Linked DNA regions of Gossypium hirsutum: region 1 is linked to region 2. Evidence: chromatin contacts called from public Hi-C data. All regions are on one chromosome and are shown on one strand. The core of a region is the stretch at or near the end of the contact, and the rest is flanking DNA. Distances in the headings are between cores, read along the strand shown.

The links. A called contact is a pair of places that touch in the nucleus more often than the background predicts.
Region 1: a Hi-C map of leaf shows a contact between it and region 2, with 2.6 times the contacts expected there. The contact joins the promoter of LOC107888835 here to the promoter of LOC107888838 in region 2. A contact is called at or near these places in 11 of 34 Hi-C or Micro-C datasets (callus, fibers, hypocotyl and 2 more).

What each region holds. Positions count from the first base shown.
Region 1 is chrA09:31,478,169-31,480,868 of Gossypium_hirsutum_v2.1, reverse strand. LOC107888835 (protein ESSENTIAL FOR POTEXVIRUS ACCUMULATION 1) reads right to left here and starts at 1,313. Exons shown (of 11, transcript XM_041077767.1): 1 at 973-1,313; 2 at 232-300; 3 at 46-140. The coding sequence starts at 1,048.
Region 2 is chrA09:31,334,885-31,337,594 of Gossypium_hirsutum_v2.1, reverse strand. LOC107888838 (membrane-anchored ubiquitin-fold protein 4) reads right to left here and starts at 1,362. Exons shown (of 3, transcript XM_016813080.2): 1 at 1-1,362.

The sequences.
Region 1 (2,700 bases), core at 64-2,563, 140 kb before region 2:
AATGAACTAAGTACCATATTAACAAAAGAAAATAGAGTTCCATACCCCAGATGTTCCAGTAGCTAACACCTTAGAATCAGATGGTTTAGAGTAAAGCCACTGTGGAGACAAAGGTATATTGCTCTCTGAAATTGCTTGATCTGCTAGGGAAAAAAAGGGTAAGATTTTACAATAAAAGAGAACTTAGGCTTTTAAAATGCAAAAACATCAACATACGACAAATAGCATTACCTTTGGTGCCCTCAAGTAACCCCACGTGTCCTTTGTCCTCCAAGTTCCCATCCCACGCTTCACCTAAAACTAACAATATCTGAGATCATTAATACATAGGCTAATTTGGCAGAAATCATAACCTCAGCCTGTCTCTATGGAGTCCTAAAGTATCAAATTATTTGAGAACGAACTGCCAATTTTCCTAATTGAAATAGGTGATCCTTTCATTGAATTCAATCTGTCGAAATAATAAGAAGAAGACATACTACAGTACCATATCAACTTCAACGTTGCAGTTTATATTTTGCAATAATTAAGATAAGCAACTAAAGTAATCTTTTCTTCTTTCATAAAAGTAATATCCATTGTCTGGTGCATCTAAATCGAAGGTTTAAGCTTAATATAATTTCACATAGAAACAATTGTGCACTTCCTTTTTTTTTCTAATTATAATCTCTTATAACAACACAGCAAAAAGAAATAGAAGGTTTCAACAAAATCGAACGAGATCTTAGGGGCAAAAATAAATAAACCATGAACGAAATCTGAAAAATCTAGATTTAATAAATTAAACCAAACTAGTAAATTTCAAAAAATGAAATATTCCGGAAGAAAAAAGAATAGAATAATAGGGGAAAACGAAGAGATTGAATTGAAATGGAAAGCAATACAATCAGCATGCAATAAGATAAAATTAGAGGAAACAATGAGACAAATATTTGATCGTAAAAAGGAAAGGGAAAAGAGAATGTAGAATACCTTTGAGAGAGGAGTGGTCGAAGCTGGTTTTGGAGGAGAGGAGATCATCAGGTAGATCTAATTTTCCGTCAGCCATCGAGAGAATATAAAAAGCAGAGATCGCGGCGGAGATACGGCGGCGTTTAAGATTCTGAAAAAAAGGTAAAGGCAGAGGGAGAGAGAGATCAAATGGGTCGATGAGAGAAAAGGGTCTGAAGAGAGGAACGATTTTGCACAGAGAGCGTGAGAGAGGAATCGCTAGGTTAACAATAGCTATTTTCTCTTAGTTATTTTTTAGCTTTGACAGAGATAGAGAAGGACCTTCAAAATTAAATAAAATACTATATAAATATCTCTTAGATAGTATACTGCCGTTTGTGGGTTTTGCTTATAATAAAGGGAGGGTTAATTCCTAAATAGCCCCTTAATTTTGCTATTTAATTTTTGTAAATTTTTGTGTTTTTAAGTTCTTAATATTTTAATTTGCACACTAATGTGCTCTTACTTTTTATCTTTATGTAAATTAATCCATAATATTTAATTTACAATAGTTTTTTTACGGGAGAAATTGTTTTTTAAATAATTATCAAAAAATTAAATTCATCTTTAGAATTACTTTCGCTTAATTCCTTTGGATGTAAATTTTGATTTATTTTTTCTCCAAGTCATTTGCTTTTTCTATTTTGTTTTGTCCAAGCATGGTAAGTGTCAACTTCCAAGTTGGCTACCTCCTTTCTTTCTCTCCCACCAATTTTTATTTATTCTCCCCATTCACTCCATATATCTTTTCTATTTTCAGTTTGTAGATCTAGCTTGTGGGTATATTTATTATCTTTACAAGTTATTATGGATAGATTACGGTGTTTGTCGTCGTTGAAACTCCATTGGCCTCAAACAGTTTATCTTGGAAAGTGGGTGCCTCTTTTTATCAGCTTTTTAATTTGTTTTTATTTTACAAGTCAATTTGGACTTTTGTTGTCTTTAAGTTTTATATGTTTGTTTTCCATTGTTTAATAAGTCTTTTACTTTTAGAAGTTTTTGCCTTGTAACACCCCTTACCCATATCCAAGGCCAAAACAGGGTACGAGGCATTACCAGACTTAACCATACACATAGACAAAAATCGGGCCATAAAATTTCATTTAATTCAAAACTTTTCGAACACATGCATAGACTCATAATTAAAGACATATAATGTGGCATAAATGAGTACTTACACATCCATAATCATGCAATAACATGTCATTCACTTTAAACATATTTGCTTACCATCCTGTATATAATATACATTCTTACACTAACTAGAACTGGACATGTTAAATCTTATTCTCATCTTATACCATCATAATGTAGTTACCAATTTGTCCATTAAACATCCATATTCAAGGTAATATTACTCATGTCCATTTAATTCATGATCGACTGGCCTGTATTTAACTTACCTGATGTATTACCAATCATGCATAATAAACAAAGCTAACTATATCATCACATCAAAACATAGGACATGGCATGATTAATTAAACTTACAAACCATAATGGATAAAGACCACATCTCATGATCATATACGATGACTCAATGCAGACCGATACGTATGGTCAAAGTCATAATAATAATACATATCACAAACCAACTTCCTATACATGCCACTCACTTGATATTTCTAATATTTGAATTAATTCTCCCAAAAATGATAGCTTGATAGTGTGATTTTGCCTCCGACAATCTCCAACCCCGAGCCGACCAGC
Region 2 (2,710 bases), core at 113-2,612:
TCAAGTTCACCACTACATACAATTTATTTTTATTCTCTGTTTGGGTTTCCCTAGAAAATGAAAGAAAAAGTAACAGATTCCAAAATCACACCTCACTCCACCCTAACTCTTGGGGTATTTTTCGTTGTAATTACATACATGAAACGATAAAAAGAGATTGAAATTTTAGAAAGAAAAAAAAAAACCTAAACCGACAACTAAAACTACAACAGGACTTTAAATATATATACCTTTCGAAAAAAAGTTGTTACAAAAAAGAAAAAAGATGAAATGAATTGCGGAGCTCTTTTCTCTTCTCTTGAGGGTGATATATATATACACGAGGGAGACTACAAAAGATTCAAAGAATTGGTTAAACTTTCAAGAGAACCCAGATTAGACCCGATCTTCACGCTTTCTCTTTTTTAATCTTTGAGTTGTTTATTTTTATGTTTCCATTTGCAAATGCAGAGGGGAGAGACATGGAGGTATCGTAAATAGTGAGTTAGGAGGGATGGATATTAGAGAGGGCGTGGCGTATTTTGGTTGGTGACTGGAAAAGAAAAAAGCTGAAAAAACATGGTAAATACAAGGACTAGGAAAGTCCCTTTGACCATAATTTAAGCTTCGAACATAAACGCGTGTCCCTTTTTATTATAACTAGACCAGCAAACGAGAGAAAGGGAGTCTCGAAGCAATCGTGAGAGAGATGGGTCACAGAAAACCTTACGAACGCTAAGTTATTAGTGCTCGTGAAGACTGGAAAAGTTTAAAGTCAAATGTTGTGGAAGCAATCCAGAGCCTTGAGTGCGGAGGTTGGTCGTCATTAGAGCTTTCAAGGATGAGCACGATGTGAAGCCGCAAGTGTTAAGGCTGGGTGTCGTGTCATAAGGCAAAGATCAATTGGGCAGCATGAGAGAATGTGAAAGCAAGTAGATTTGAAAAGAAGTCCAACCCCTCATATACAAAAGTGCAATGGAAAGAGTGCAGAGAGCGCCAACATCATGGAGGCAAAAGAACTGAGAGTGATGGTTTCTCCAAGTGCAGTAACGGTCAAGAAAAATTGAGCATAGAAGACTTGGCCTGAAGGCCTGAGGAGTCACTCACATAGAAGATGTCGATCGAGGGACCAAGTGCGGCATTCCCCTAGCAACAAGTGCACCATTAGATTGAGTAGGGGAGAATGTCAAGGGCACCCCCAAGTGCTACAGCAAGTCTAGAATGGTGCACACTCGATAAAAATAAGTTCACTCATAATGATTTTGAGATTAACCACGCTTTTATTTCACTTGTTTTACTTTTATTCACTCAATTTTTTAATATATTTAACAAGAGTCTATATACATCATATCAAACAATCTATTCTCTTTTCTCTCAAGAATAATTTGAAACAATCAAACTCTTTCTACTTAACCCTCAACATCCATGACCCAACATCCATTTCATAGTGCATTTTAAGATCAAGGACAAAGATGTTATAGTATTCCCAAAGGCCAATCATGAGATGGTTGTAATTACATACTTATTTTACCTTGTTTATTAATATAAGGCATTGTCATTATCATTTCAATTTTTTTCTATGTATATAAATAAATTGAATTGTAATAAATTCCTAAGAAAATATGATTATTGTTAAAGGTTATTTTGTCAAGTATTATTGTGGGTTTGGAAAACAATAATGCATTGAGACTAATGTGTAGTTGATTGATGACAAACTGTTGTCATTGATATAGGAATGTCAAAATCAATACAGAACAACATATTGGATTGACCTACTATGAGTATGTTTCTTGGATTATTTTTGTAACCCCTTAAACCCGGCTCAGATGTTATGGCTGAATCTTGAGAATCACATTGACCAAGTCATTGGCAAAGAAAACTCTTTTTCATATTTTCTTAAAAATCATTGTATTTAAAATGTCCTTTTATTTCGCTTGAAGAAAAAGAATCAAAATATCAATCTTACATCCCTTCTTTAAGAGTAATTTGTCGAAAATAATCTATTGTTAGAAAAGTTTGAGTATCATGATTTTGATTATAAAACATCATATTTAAAAAGAATGACGCAGCAGAAAATCTCTTTAACTAAAATTTGTTCATCATTTTGTAAAACGTAGATTAAATATATATATTTAAACCTTCAGTTACTTGGAGCACGTCATTTTGAGTTTTAAAAATAGAGTATCGAGTTTAACAAAATCACTATCTTTGAGTGGTTTTGTAACAGCTCATTTTTAGTGAAATCGGAACAGTGGTTTAGGGACCACAAATCCGAGCCAGAAAGAAAATTTTTTAAATATTATTGCACGGTCTGCATTATGATAGAAATGTCATATGAAAATTCTGATAAGAAAATTTTACCGATCATGTGTTTAATTAATGAAAGGACCAAATTGCATAGAATGCAAAAGTTGAGTTCTAGTAGCTAGAAGGATTAAATAGCTATGGAATTAAAAATTTGAGGTCCTTATATGATAATTAGACCATTAAAGAAAAGTTAGTAGATATTTTTGGTGATTCATCCATGGAAAAATTAGAAAAGACTAAGGACTAAATTAGAAATCAAAATAATTAAAGATGATAAATAATTAAATAGAAATATCATCTTATTTTATTATCATATTCATCCCCAAATTTCATGGGAGCCCTAGGAGAGAGAGAAGAAACTAATCAAGCTTAATTGGGTAAGTATTTCTGTCCCGTTTTTAGTAATTTTTATAATTTTGAGATC